Linked DNA regions of Sus scrofa: all the other regions are linked to region 3. A link is a contact called in public HiChIP or PLAC-seq data. All regions are on one chromosome and are shown on one strand. Each heading gives the region's core, a stretch centred on a gene start, on an enhancer-like site or on the middle of the called end of the contact. The rest is flanking DNA. Distances are from core to core; before and after follow the strand shown.

Region 1 (3,813 bases), core at 715-3,214, 470 kb after region 3:
AAAAGGTAGATATACAAAGAAAATAAAAGAACTAAGACAACTGTCATTCATCACATTCCCCAGAGGGTTTGACTCAGTCCTGAAACCCTAACTGAGAAAAGCTGCTACAGTATCACAAGGTGTCTGAGACCCCACAATTCATCCTGGAATCATCTCAGTCAGCACTTACTAAAAGATTGCCACTGAGGAGTTAGTTCCCATTGGGGCGCAGTGGTTAACGAATCCGACTAGGAACCATGAGGTTGCGGGTTCGATCCCTGGCCTTGCTCAGTGGGTTGAGGATCCGGTGTTGCTGTGAGCTGTGGTGTGGGTCGCAGATGTGGCTCGGATCCCTTGTTGCTATGGCTCTGGTGTAGGCCGGTGGCTACAGCTCCGATTTGACCCCTAGCCTGGGAACTTCCACATGCCGCGGAAGCAGCTCAAGAAAAGGCAAAAAGACAAAATAAATAAGCAAAAAATAAAATGGTGGTCTATATGGCATGTTGTTTCCTCCTTAGAACTGCAGATTTAACCATTTTTCTTTTAATCTCATTAGAGCATCAGAATTTCATCATTTGTTCAAATACATACTGGGCCATCACAAGCAAGACATTGTGCTGTCTGTCCTCTAATAAGGAAGATTTTTTTTTTTCCTCTGCTAATTTCTAGGTGATTGCTACTGAAAAGGCTCTATTCTAAGCGCTTTGCGTATAAAAACCCATTTATTCCTCAAAGCAGTCCTAGCAGGATATTGCCATTTTGTAAATGAGGAAACTGAGGCCCATTTAAAGAATAAACAAATGTTAAATGCTCAAGATATTCATCAGTATTTGTGACAGCATTTACCCTCCTTTGTAGCAGGTACCTTTTCCCAACTATCCTTCTATCTCTCCTAAAGCAGCATTCTCTCATCCCTTGTGGGCCCGTCTGTATTTATATTGGGCACATGAGTCATTTTAAATCTCTTTACCTTCTGTTTACTCTCATTTCTCCTGTTAGCACAACTCTTATTTCTTTGTCTTGGACAAAGCTGCTTTTTACAAAGTCCATCAAGCATGTGCAATTCATCAAGCAGGAAAATGCTTTATTAAGTGATTTTATTTCTCTTACCTGGCCTTAGCATTTTAAATGTATTAGGGATCACAACTATGTAAGAGAGAGAGAATACATGTGCATGAACACACACGGTTTTTCTCTTTCGTTCTGAGAAGAACACTAGGCAAGGAGCTGGGAGGCTTGATTTCTACATCTGCTTCTGCAATAGTTTTCACTTAGACTTAGTCACATGATAAATCTAGGTGTCAATATTTCCACAAGTGAAGTGTGCAAACTTGTCTTGGATGTTCTTTAAAGATCCTTCCAAATCTAAAATTTTATGATTTGTGTTGAATGCAAAAATACTTGGGTTATGTCAAAGCCACTCAAAAACAAGGCTGTAAGGGTGGTATTACTGACATTGACACCTGAGTAGAAGATTCATTAGGACACATGGACAAAGCAGAGGCTAGTGAGGCCACTTGGCCCTTTACTACCTCTTCTAAGATACATAAATCCAGCACATTAGCAAGTGAGATAGAAAACCTAAAACAGTATCAATTAACTAAATGACTTGGTGACAGGTTTTTCCAATTGGCAACAGAAATGCATAAATAGCTAGTAATACCATGGGGAGAGAGTTCCCCATAGGTCTTTAGTGTTTCTGCACATCTTGAAAGCAGAGGTTTTAGCAGCCTTGTCCTCTGGACTAGTTTTTCATGGATTTCTGGAGAGTGAATAGACATGGAAAGGAGAAAGAGTGACTCCCTTTAGAACCAACAGCAGGTTGCTGCTGTCAAATATATTAAAGATGTCTCTGTCCAAAACAAAGTCTGGGCAGGGTTGCTTGAAGCCTGCTATGAAAGATGGGATTTCCTAAGCTGAGGGTTCTCTCCTGTAATGTAACCCATTGCATGCGCAGATACTACCTGACCCTTGTCACGCTTCTCTGGGCATGGGGAGCCACGCAAGAAAATGATGAAACCCTGGCACACACCATGGTGAGCAATAAACTGTCATTTGTCTCTGACACGGAAATCTTCTTCTTCTTTTTTTTTTTTTTTTTTTTTTTTTTTTTTGCTTTTTTTAGGGCCGCACCCATGGCATATGAAGGTTCCCAGGCTAGAGGTCAAATCGGAGCTACAGCTGCCAACCTACACCACAGCCACAGCAATGCCAGATCCGAGCCACGTCTGCAACCTACACAACAGCTCATGGGAACACTGGATCTTTAACCCACTAGGCGAGGCCAGGGATCGAACCCACGACCTCACGGTTCCTAGTCGGATTCTTTTCCACTGCGCCATGATGGTAACTCCTGGCCTAGGAATCTTGAGTCTGGACCAGGGTCCACAAATTTGTGACAGGCTAATTTGTCAGCTTGAAAGCAGGGTAAAAATCTCCGCTCATTCACAATAGTAAATTATTTTAATGTTTAATTTCCCACATGGCAATTCTGTCCAGAAAGGTCTTTACTTATAAGAAATCAAAATTCAGATAAATGTCAATTAAAAATTGACATATCGAATGTGTCAACAGTCTAAATGGAAATTAAACTACAAAGTTTTCACATGTCCCATCAAGTCTAACAAAACCCTTTACTGTATAATAACAGCAATCTCTAAATATAAATTTTCTATTGGAAACTTACAAATTTTCAACTGGGAGCTGTCTAAATGTTTTCTCAACATAGTGTCCAAAGAAAGGACTAAACTGAAAAAGAAAACTATGTCAGGCTTTCCTGAAAAAAAATGTAGTTATGTTCAAAGCGCCACTAGCTGTAGGAAGTACAGAAAGCAAGATTTTTAAGGCAAAATATTCCTTTTTCCTTTCCTGGCTACTGCTATGCCAAGAGCAAACAAGGATCAACAAAGACCAAAGCAGTGGAAAAACTGGAGTTTCTTTATTGCCCAGGCACTGGGCAAGAACAAGTTAATTCTGTCTTTTAAAAAATAAATCACATAAGTTTAAAAGAAATGCTTATACTGCAAAAACCATCGCTTAGACCTCCTACCAATCCAAAATAAAACATTATCATTAAAACCCATCTATATTCAATGAGGTTTTCATTGAGGGAAATACTTGTGAAATACAGGCAATTTGATGATCCTTCAGGCAAGGAATCAGAATGGAGGGATATTAACAGAAAGCAAGAAACTTTTTGTAGAGGTGTTCTCTAGATTTATTTTTAAATTAAAATTATTTCCAAAATGTTATAACAAAATAGAGCCGTGAAAGACTGCATAATCCATTGTTAACTCCGACAACACTACAACGAAATTGGTCTCCTATATCATTTTAGAGATGGAAAACAATGTTGAACAACTTACCAAGATTTTAGAAACAAAACTGAACTATTTGTTGTAACTCTTAATATCAGAAAATTCCTTCCCTCAAGAAACAACTTCCTAACTACAATGAAATCAGATAATGATATAAGGCTGAAACTGAATTAAATTTTAAAAAATAAAACCAATATGACTATAACATTTAATTTCTAGATTCAAGGAATGGCATTAATCTGAAATTAAAATGTAAACAAATATGAAACTAAAGAGGACTTTGGCAGTGGCAGACATATAGCAAAATCCCCATAAGTCTTATTGAATTAAAAATACAATGAAATATGAAGGATTAGATATACAGAAAATATTAAGATTTTCAGGCTAAAAGTAATACAGTCTTTGTCTTCTTTTCCATGTTTATTTTCCAGGAAAATAATCCATATATTACGTAATACCTGACCGATCCATACCTTTCTCAACTAGTCAGTGAAAGAAAGTGAGAGAGAGAGTGAAG
Region 2 (3,494 bases), core at 980-3,479, 320 kb after region 3:
TGAGATACTACCTTACACCAGTTAGAGTGGCCATCATTAATAAGTCTCAAATAACGAATGCTGGAGAGGGTGTGGAGATCAGGGAAACTTCCTTCACTGTTGCTGGGAAAGTAAACTGGTATAACCACAATGGAAAACAATATAGAGGAACTCCAGAAAACTAAAAACTAAAAACAGAACTACCATATGATCCATCTATCCCACTCCTGGGCATCTATCTGGACAAAACTTCCACTGAAAAAGATACATGCAACCCTGTGTTCATGCAGCACTATTCACAATAGCCAAGACGTGGAATCAACCCAAATGTCCATTGACAGATGAATGGATTAAGAAGATATGGTGCATATACACAATGGAATACTACTCAACCATAAAAAAGAACAAAATAATGCCATTTGTAACATGGATGGAACTAGGGATTCTCATACTAAGGGAAGTAAGTCAGAAAGAGAAAGACAAACACCATAAGGTATCACTTACATGTGGAATCTAAAATGTGGCAGAAGTGATGTATCTATAAAACAAACAGATCATGGCAGACTTGTGCTTGCCAGGGGGAAGTGGGAGAGAGGGCGACTGATGGGGAATTTGGGGTGGGTAGATGCAGACTGTTACATTTAGAACAGATGGGTAATGAGGTCCTGCTCTACAGAACAGGCAGTTATGTCTGGTCTCTTGGGTTAGAACATGATGGAAAATGAAAAGAAAAAAAAAAAAAGAAACGTGTATGGGTGGCTGGGTCACTTTGCTGTACAGCAGAAATTGAAGGAACACTGTAAATCAACTATACTTTAATAAAAACATTTAAAAAAGAAAATAAACTGCATGATTCCACTTATAAAAAGTTTCAAAATGGGAAACCATATTGTTTGGGACTATACACACAGGTGGTAAAGTTATGAAGAAAAAAAGAAGGCAATTATCTTCAAGTTCAAGACAGTGTGTGTTTACAGGTGGACAGGGTACGTATACTGGGACTTCTGCACTCTTGGCAATGTTCCTTTTCTTGTTCTAAAGAGTGAGTACATGAATCTTAACTTTCTGGAGTTCCCGTCGTGGCGCAGTGGTTAACGAATCCGACTAGGAACCATGAGGTTGCGGGTTTGGTCCCTGCTCTTGCTCAGTGGGTTAACGATCCGGCATTGCCGTGAGCTGTGGTGTAGGTTGCAGACGCGGCTCGGATCCCGCATTGCTGTGGCTCTGGCATAGGCCGGTGGCTACAGCTCCGATTCAACCCCTAGCCTGGGAACCTCCATATGCCTCGGGAGCGGCCCAAGAAATAGCAACAACAACCGCAACAACAACCACAACAAAAGCCAAAAAAAAAAAAAAAAAAAAAAAAAAATCTTCACTTTCTCACGATTTAAAAAGTAAAAAAATAAAAAGGGTGAATTTATCAGTAGATGGGATCTTGATTACAATTCTAGGTATGATGCATGACTATGAACAAGTTACTATTCTTGTGATTCAATATACTTCTAAAAATGGGTCTAAAATACATTCCTTCCAATCTCATTTTAAGGCAAAAATATAATTTGATACTAAACACCAGTCTGGTTTAACTTAACTATTCCAGAGAAAAGCTGACTTTAAGCGCTTTTTGGAAACTGTTTCATATTTAAATGTAACAGGGTCCTTTCTATTTGAAAGATCACGTGAGAAATCATTTTGATGAGCAAAGATTCTTCCTGGACACAGCCAATTAGTCTATAATTTATTGTTTTTTAATGTTGGGGTTTTTACATACTAGATTTTCTTTAAGAAGAGCATATCTTTACAATCAAATAACTAGCACTGTATTTGTCAAAAATTAGGAAATCCCCCAAACTATTTGTCCAAATTCTTATTTCAAACTGTGCTTGAGTTAAAGACAATATCATTATTTCCAAGTTTCAAAATGGATTAGATCCCTACCAATTAGTGTTCATTGTCCAAGGTACTTCTTAGTGCTCTCAGAATTCCCAGGCAAGATTCCTATAAAGAACTGGGTGTGTTGAATTGACAGGAAAACAAAAATTGTTATGTTAGCCTATTAATTATCTCAAACTCACTGTTACATATCAACCGTATTCACATTCTTCATAGAACTATGTTAGAGTTTTAGGAGTTTGGATCTTCTAAAACCAACAAATGCTGGACAAAAAACTTCAACTCTGTGGCAAGATGCTTACCAGCTTCCCTGTGTGATTAGTTATGTGCCAATCACTGCCCCTCCCAACTTGCCCCAGAAATGAAAGCCATGATAAGGAAAGAGTTTTGCTTCCCTAAATGACCAACTTTGCTATGAGTAAGGAATTGTACTGGTGTTTAATAAGACAGTTTCTTTAAAAAGTCTTATATCACCTTAAAACTTTTCAGAAACTTTTGGCATATATGCTCAATTAAGAACATCCCTTCACAAAAAATCTACAAACAATAAATGCTGGAGAGGGTGTGGAAAAAAGTGAGCTATCCCGCATTGTTGGTGGGAATGGAAGCTGATGCAACCACTATGGAAAACAGTATGGAGTTTCCTTAAAAATCTCCCAGCAGGTGAGAGCCAAGAAGAGAATCCCTGAGAAATGATTAAAAATTTAGTGAGGCCAGTTTACATAGTAATTAACTTACTGATGAGGAGTACAAGGTCTTTGGACTAGGGCTTTGCAGCTATAAGAATGCATGAGTGTAGAACATTACAGGCTTAAAAAATGTATCTATTTCAGCAAAGTGACCAGGGCCTCTACTCTTATTCTCCTCTAGAATATTTTGAGAAGAGAGTTGACCTTGCAAGAGTCTATGGAGAGCTGTTCTCCAAAAGACAATGTTTACTTGAAGCAGCATCTGGGATCATCACTTAGTGATCAATGGCCTCCCTCTTTTCTCTTTCTCTTCCATTCAGCAAATATTAAAGTGCCCACCATGTGCCAGATATGACCTTCAGGTACATCTGTGAACAAAATGTTACAGATTCCTGACTTCCTGGAGCTCACATTATCTGAAAGAATAATAACAAGTGATTACATAGTGTGCTAGGTGATAAATGCTGTGGGAAAAGGAAACCTACAGTAGGATTAGGGGGATTGGGAGTGCTGAAATATAAACACCGAGGTCAGGGACGGCCTCACTGGCAGGGAGTCTTCGTTTGCTCATGTGGGTAAAGACTTGAAGGTGTGCAGATATCTGGGGGAGGGGAAGCAATTGAGGCAAGAAGGAGAAGCCAGAGCAGAGGCCCTAAGTATGGAGAGTGCTGGTGTGTCTGAGAGGATTATCTACTGCTGTGCTTCTTCTTCTTTTTTTGTCTTTTATGGGCCGCACCCAAGACGTGGACGTTTCTGGGCTAGGGGTCTAATTGGAACTACAGCTGTCAGCCTACATCACAGCCACAGCAATGTGGGATCCAAGCCAAGTCTGCGACCTACACTACAGCTCACGGCAATGCCGGATCCTTAACCCCGTGCTCGAGGCCAGGGATCGAACTTGCATCCTCATGGATCCTAGCCAGATTTGTTTCC
Region 3 (3,562 bases), core at 894-3,393:
TTCCAGACCCCCAGGGTGGGCCTGCATAGTGCCATTCCCCCAGGGTCTAAGGGTTCCTGTCAGGTGTCTGGCTGAGAGCACTGTCCTTTTCCCCCTTCCAGGACGGCAGTCACTCTGCAGGCATTTATCGTGCACTGGCTGTGTGCAGATACTGTGCACCCTAAGTACTCATTAGACTTTTGCAAGGTGGGCATTATTAGTTCCATTCTACATGTGGCTAAAGAAAGTGATAGAAAAGGCGGGGGAAGTGCTAGAAAGCTTAGGAAATACACTTGAAGTCACACAGACACTTGAAGTCACACAGCCAGTCAGTGGTAGAAGCGGAGCTGGACCCCAGTGCCTCCCCACCCCCATTGCCCTATACCACACCTCCTCAGACTGTCCTGCTGCCCAAGTGCCTCTATTGGCTGGAGGGGTATTTGTTTTGGGCATGGGGCAGGACCAGGTAGAAGGTAGAAAGTAAGTGGGGGAAAATGAGATAAGAAGATGCCTTTCAGATGACTCGATTGGTGCCTCCTCCCCTGCAGATAGAACAGTGGCCATGTGATCTCTCCATTGTCATCTTATGGCTGAAAGAATCTGGAGATGGTTTCCAGACCTGAGCTCTGGTTACTCAGGGTCTGCTGCTCCCTGCCTGTCAGTGGGAACAGGGGGCAGAGGTGTCCCTCTCCACCAGGCTGTCCCCGGCTGGCCTCAGCTTCTCTTCCGTGGCCATCCCACCCACTAGTTTCCAGCCCAGAACCATCGTGATTCATGAAAAAAGTCAAAGGGAACTCAGGTCAGTTTGATTTGCTCCACTTGGCAGTCCCAGGGGCTGGAGGCTGCAACTCTGAGTTACAGTGGGTCCTGTTGAGTGGGCGCTTCTGATGCCCTGGGCACATGGGCATCTGTGAGTGCCCCTTTGTTGGCAGCTCCATGGTCAGGGGCAGTTTAAGTCTCCTATGACAGGCCCTGGCCACAGAGGAAGTGGATCATGTCTCAGATGAGGCTTCAAGCCTCTGTCACCTGTCTAAGCCAGAGGAAGGAGTGGCGGCATCTTCAACTAGTTGGTCCACTCCTCACTGCCCACCAAGCCTGAGAGGACAGGACATGAGGCCCGCAAAGTCAAAAGGAAGACAGAGCATGCACGCCTGCATGCTGTCTCATTTCTGACATTCTAAATTATTAAGAAGTGAGGACCCTGGGGTGTGAGCCGAGGCAGCCTGGTTGCTCAATCCCAAAGGAGCCCTTCTAAGGTTTCCCCGGCACCCAGCCCAGAGTGTCACTCCGGAGAAGGAGCCACACTGTGAAAAGCCTTCTTCCCTGCTGCTGCCATGCCTTGCCTTTTTTTTTTTTTTTTTTTTAAACTTCCCTTCCCCACCCCCAAGCTTGATTTATTATGACCCCTATGCATTTCAGCAGCTGTGGCTTCATTTCAGAATCTGGTTAAGTAGCCCAGAGTTCAAAACAGACAAAGTCGGAAGAGGGGCTGCGGGAAGGCGAGGGACACTTACTACAGCTCTTTCCCCTGTGCGCCTCTGTGGCCCGGGGTGCGTGCACATCCTCTCCCTGTAATCGTGGTGTGACCACGCAGACACTGTGGCTCTTCTGCCTTATAAAAGGGAAGTTCAAAAACATACTGTGCTGGTGCATTGCCCCGGGTGCCCCATTCCTCTCCCTCCAGCCCCGACAGAAGAGGCAGCCTGCTTGAGAGCTGGTTGGAATGAGAACCCCATGGGGGCAAGATGGCTGGAGGCTGACTGAGCTTAACAAGCACCTATAGAGCACCCGCTGTATACCTAGGGGGCAGAGCGCTGGGGTGGGGCTTCAGAGAAAGGAGTGTAGATGGTCTCAAGGCCCTGTCTCTCCCTGCCATCTGTCCCCAGGCCCCCACCTCTGTCAACCTACCCTTCCTGGCTGGCACAGCTTTGCTGTACTCAGACCAGACGAAGTATCTTTGTAAAGTACCCCATCCCTGTCTTCGAGGAGCTTCTGGCTTCGCCAGCCCCCTCCTTGCTGTCAGGCTCCCAAATGACCCCAGAGGGCTTGCTTGCAACAGTTTGTTCTCTGGACTTTGTGTTTTCCCCGTCGTCTGCCCTACCCTCCCAGCGCCTCCTGGCTCTGGCCCCAGCGCCAGCCCCTGTCTGTCCCTGCAAACACAAGTCAGCTGTGTGTGCAGACAAAGCCATGCGTCGCCGTGGGGGCCGGGCCTGCAGAAGGGACATTTCCAGGGAACTCTGGGGGCGGCGGCTGGGAGGGCAGAGGCGACTGTCTGATAGCAGGGACTCGGCGTCACTGTCTAGGGGACTTGGCCAGGCCCCAGGGGCCAGTGGCTGTGGGTGGTGACTGGGAGAGGCAGCCAGGCTGGAAGAAATCTGCTGTGTGAGAAGTGTAGGAAACGGGCTGGAGAGGAGAGATAACAGCCTGTTCTCTGTGTGTCTGCGTCTGCCGGCGAGGGTGGCTGGAGCCAGGCGGTCTGAGGCCGTATCTAGTGAGATTTTTGTCCTGGGTTGTGAAAGTGACCTATGGAGCCAGCAGCAGGGTTCAGGGCCTGGGAGAGAAGACGTGTGACCCTGCCCTCCCTCACCCTTGTCTTGTGTTCCTGTCAATGTTCCTCTGTCCCCTCTTGCCAGACAGTGGGAGAAGGGGAGGGGCGCGGCAAGAGGGGACATTCTTCGTACAGGGCACATGGTTAAGGCCTGGGTTTCGGTCTCGATTGTATCAGTGATTTGACCTATGAACTCAGATATATCCCCTAATCTCGCTGGCTCTTGGTCTCGTTGGCTCTAAAAGGGGGATTATTTATATCTACCCTGTGCATTGTGCGGGGTGGTTGGAAAGTTCTTATGAAATGAGGCTGTGAAGATAGTTTGTAAACTGTAAAGTGCCACCTAAACAGAAGGAGCTGTGATGGTTGGACTGGTGAATGCTGAGGCTGCCAAAGACAGAGCCGGGCTAGAGGAGCCTGGCGGGGGCAGCAGGAAGGAGCAGGGGCCCCAGGAGGTTCTGGGGCGGTGGTGGGTCATGGCCCCACCAAGAGTGGGCCCTGCGGGAATCGGACCTGGGGCAGGGAGGGAGGCCATGGAGGCTCTCTGGGATGTGGGTGTTGGTCTTGGGTTTATTGAGCAGAGTGTGGCCTGGCTTGGGTACACACGTCTCCCTTGGGAGACAGGAGAGCTTATGAGGCCCTCACCCATCAGGGGCTGAGGATGCTTGCCTGGCCTGGAGGATGAAGTCCCACGAGCTGTAGAGGAACAGAGGGAACTTTGCTTTCCTTCCTCAACTCCGCTGCCCATGGAGGCCAGGTCACCCCGTCCTCTTACCCGCTCCCCATCCAGACCCAGAAATCAGCCGTCTCTGGTGTGGAAAGTGTAAGAAGAAGCTGGCGGGCTGCTAGGCTGAGAGAAGCTGAGCTATTTAAAGCGTGCAGCGCCCGGGGGGCATGAGCGCCACCCACCCCCCAGGCCCTCTCAGGCATCTGGCTTTCTCTTCCTTGGCTGGATCCCAGGCCCCCAGGGCACCCAGAGGGCCACAGGTCAGATGCCAGGGGCTCTGGGAAGCTGCAGGCGGCAGCTCCTAGGGC
Region 4 (3,682 bases), core at 305-2,804, 400 kb after region 3:
GTGTGTATGTGCTATGCCGTCTTCATTTTTACCTCACATCATGTTAAAATAATCCCAAAAATCAAAGTTTTGTTTTGTTTCCTTTTTTTGCTGCTCCTGTGACATATAGAAGTTCCCAGGCCAGGGATAGAATCACAGGTGGAAATGCGACCTACCTACCACAGCTACAGCAACACCAGGTCCTTTAACATACTGCACTGGGCTGGAGATCAAACCAGCACCTCTACAGAGACAAGCTGGATCATTAACCCACTGCGCCACAGTAGTAACTCTCAAAATCAAAGTTTTAAGCAATATTTCTGATTAATGTCGCCATCACTGGGATAAATACCCCAGAACAATTTCTTCAAAAATGACAACATCTAGGAGTTCCCATTGAGGCACAGTGGGTTAAGAATATGACAAGCATCCATGAGGATGTGGGTTCAATCCCTGGCCTTGCTCAGTGGGTTAAGGAACTGGCATTGCCATGAGCTGTGGTGTAGGCTGCAGACATGGCTCGGATCCGGCATTGCTGTGGCTGTGGCATGGGCCAGCAGCTGCAGCTCAGATTCGACCCCTAGCTTGGGAACTTCCATATGCTTCAGGTGTGGCCCTAAAATGAAAAAAAAAAAAAAAAAAAAAGACAACATCTAAAAGGAACTGTTTTAACAGTGACAAATTTCGTAGTTTCAAACTTCTTAGATATGGCGACACATTTAAGAAATATATATATATATATTTTAAATGACTGCACCTGCATCATATGGAAGTTCTTGGGCCAGGGACTGAAATCGAGATTTTTAACCAACTGCACCACAGCAGGAACTCCAATAATTGTCTTCAAGTTTTTGCTTTTTTTTCTCTGTCTTTTTAGGGCCGCACCTGTGGCATATGGAGGTTCCCAGGCTAGGAGTCTAATCAGAGCTACAGCTGCCGGCTTATGACACAGCCATAGCAATGCCAGATCCGAGCTGTGTGCGCGACCTACCTCGCAGCCTATGGCAACACGGGATCCTTAATCCACTGAGCAAGGCCAGGGATTGAACCCGCAACTTCATGGTTCCTAGTCGGATTTGTTTCTGCTGTGCCATGATGGGAATCCCTGTTTTCATATTTTATAAAAGTTAGATTCTTGACTCCAACCTTTAAATCTTCAGAAAAATTTTTAAGTGACAGTCTCATCCAAAACTGATACTATGAAATACAGAGAAGTATGTACGTGTATTTTTGTATTTATTTACTTGTGTGTGTGTGAAGAAGAAGATATTAACACCAGCTCAATAAAGGCACAAACAGATGGCTGAAGATAGCTTTCAATATTACCCAACCGATCAACTATTTGAGTCAAATGGTTTTGACATTTGAGTTAAATAGTAAACACTGACAAGGAATCTTCAAAACAGAAAGACCTAAAATGAACAAGGGGAAAAAATGGAAAAATTCCTGAATTTAAATTATCTTGTCATATGGAACAAGGTCAGAAGACTTCATAATACATTTCTGAAGAAACCAAATGTCTGAAAGTCATCTGATAACCCAGATGGCTACTATGTGACTAACAGTCGGGATATGCTGGACAAAGGGATGATTCATGTCCCAGGCAGGACAGAGCTGGACATCGAGAGATTTCATCATGCTACTCAGAATGAATGAAATTTAAAACTATGAATTGTTTATTTCTGGAATTCTCCATTTTAAGATTTTTAGACCATGGCTGATTCTGGGTAAATGCAACCTCAGAAAGCAAAATTGTGGGGAAGTGGGGAATGACTGTATTTGCTCAGAAAGTTGATGATAAACTGTTTCTATTTATTCTTCTGATTTTCTGATCTGGCTCCTAACTCTTTTTGGCCAGGGTCTTTTTGGCTTGGGCCTTTGCATTTACTTTGGGAATGAGATGGAAAAGTGGGTCCTGTGAAAAGGTTCAAAAGTTCTTTGATGATTAGGGGGCAATATAATTTGGTTCCTCATGATTCCACCTCAAATAAAAGTTAGATTCCTCTCAAGTAGTGGCTAATTGTTAGAAGTTAGGGAAACAAAGCTTACGTGATATGGCGACAAGAGTCATAATTAAAAGCTCAGTTGTATTTAAAAAGCAACTATAACTCATTATTTTTGTTTCATTTTCTATATTCAGGTTCTGTTTTTATATGGCCAAAATTGTTTGAGAGGTTTATTCTTTTTGCTGTTTTTTCATTTTTTAAAGTTTTATTGAAGTATAATTAATTTATATTGTTGCGATAATTTCTGCTGCACAATAGTGGTTGATTTATATATATATATGTACATCCGCTCTTTTTCAGAGGTTTATTCTTATTAAAAAATTGTCAAAAGAGTCTTTTAAGAATTCTCCCATGACTCTTCAGTTACTGAATTAAATTTTATGAAACTCTGGTATAAAGACATCAGAGCTCAGCCACGCCAACTGAACTTCACTGTCTTTCCTAGACACGCTTAACCCTCTCTGTGGTGGGCATTCTCTCTCCCTATGGAGAACCTGAGTGCAATTTTTGTTTTATTTTTCTTTAAGCAGCCAGGGCATTTCCTTATTATCTAGAAGCTGGTTGAAGGCTTCAGCTTTCCCCTGAGATGTTCAGACAAACATGGCTGTACTAAAGTAATAACACTAATGCTTTTGTAACTTGCTATCTGCTTTCTACGTTGTTACTCAATTGACTGGCGAGTTATATGGTATAATGAGAATAAACACTTTCTTAAACTCAGAAATCCCTAGGCAGACTGAAAGTACTCTATGTACTACAGTGAGAAGGAAAACATATGCTTATAATCAAACTCCTTGCTAACACAGTTCTCTCCATCCTGGTGTGGCAAGTATACATCCAGGATTCCACCACTGCATGAGGACCCTTTCATTTGCCTTTTCCATCTTTTACACATAAGAGGTCTAAGCATTAGTCCAGGACACATAATTTTATGTGGCTGTTGGCCATTTCTAGGGAAGAAAAAAGGGACAAACCTAATTTTCCCATTTAACAAGCAATTTAAAAGAGAATAACAATGAAAACATGGCTTCAAATGTTAATTCACTTATACATAGTGTTGTGAGCAATGGCAATGACCAATAGAACCTGAGTTATCACCAAAGATGTACATAGTGTACCACTTACTTTTTTAAGGTTGCTACTGTTTTCTTTAATCACCTTTCAGATCAGTGGCAGGAGGAGTGATTTCAGTTATCATTTCTACTTCTGAATCAGTGTTACCTGCCCTCTTCACTAAACTCTGAGGAAAGTCATCAAAACCCAACTTCAGAAGCCCATTTGGAAAATGTTGTGATTTGCAAAGTATCATACACACAAATGTTAAAATAAGGACAATGATAGATTCCAAATGGAACTTTCCTTGGATTTCCAGGAAGCAGAAGTTTTAAGAAATTCATTTCAACTTGGTGAAAATTTCATGCAAGAAGAAAACAGTTCAATGACTTTAAAAACTGTAGAGTTCAAGAGTAGAATGCATATGTCCATCAGGAGTTCAGCTTATCCTTTCACTGCATAATCACCCCCGTAATTGGCAAATACTATTAAATATGACCTATTTTGTCAAAGAAGTATCAATTTTCTAGCCTCTGGTTAAAGGAGAATACTGCCAGGGCACCTTCAGTACTATATACACTCAATACATTTTTGGGGATTAAACAAGAGGAACACTATATAAATCAAACAAAAAATGTATAAAA

The links. HiChIP or PLAC-seq counts read pairs in DNA pulled down with a chosen protein or histone mark.
Region 1: a contact with region 3 is called in an H3K27ac HiChIP or PLAC-seq map of alveolar macrophages. The contact joins two enhancer-like sites. A contact is called at or near these places in 2 of 2 datasets of contacts at active chromatin or transcription factors (alveolar macrophages and skeletal muscle).
Region 2: an H3K27ac HiChIP or PLAC-seq map of alveolar macrophages shows a contact between it and region 3. The contact joins two enhancer-like sites. A contact is called at or near these places in 1 of 47 Hi-C or Micro-C datasets (epiblast stem cells) and 1 of 2 datasets of contacts at active chromatin or transcription factors (alveolar macrophages).
Region 4: an H3K27ac HiChIP or PLAC-seq map of alveolar macrophages shows a contact between it and region 3. The contact joins two enhancer-like sites. A contact is called at or near these places in 2 of 2 datasets of contacts at active chromatin or transcription factors (alveolar macrophages and skeletal muscle).

Annotation. Positions count from the first base shown.
Region 1 is chr1:98,848,602-98,852,414 of Sscrofa11.1, forward strand. The region is part of intron 13 of DYM (dymeclin); the gene reads right to left. Among named protein-coding and RNA genes, the nearest start is that of DYM, 170 kb to the right of the region's middle. Within about 2 kb of position 1,965, at least 2 of the 83 cell types and tissues checked have an H3K27ac peak or open chromatin away from gene starts, as enhancers often do. A contact at or near this core is called in alveolar macrophages, where this site is marked.
Region 2 is chr1:98,689,767-98,693,260 of Sscrofa11.1, forward strand. All of the region lies in intron 16 of DYM (dymeclin), which reads right to left. Among named protein-coding and RNA genes, the nearest start is that of SMAD7, 150 kb to the left of the region's middle. Within about 2 kb of position 2,230, at least 1 of the 83 cell types and tissues checked has an H3K27ac peak or open chromatin away from gene starts, as enhancers often do. A contact at or near this core is called in alveolar macrophages, where this site is marked.
Region 3 is chr1:98,373,653-98,377,214 of Sscrofa11.1, forward strand. The region is part of intron 9 of CTIF (CBP80/20-dependent translation initiation factor); the gene reads left to right. Among named protein-coding and RNA genes, the nearest start is that of TRNAD-GUC, 150 kb to the left of the region's middle. Within about 2 kb of position 2,144, at least 51 of the 83 cell types and tissues checked have an H3K27ac peak or open chromatin away from gene starts, as enhancers often do. A contact at or near this core is called in alveolar macrophages, where this site is marked.
Region 4 is chr1:98,771,592-98,775,273 of Sscrofa11.1, forward strand. The region is part of intron 14 of DYM (dymeclin); the gene reads right to left. Among named protein-coding and RNA genes, the nearest start is that of SMAD7, 230 kb to the left of the region's middle. Within about 2 kb of position 1,555, at least 7 of the 83 cell types and tissues checked have an H3K27ac peak or open chromatin away from gene starts, as enhancers often do. A contact at or near this core is called in alveolar macrophages, where this site is marked.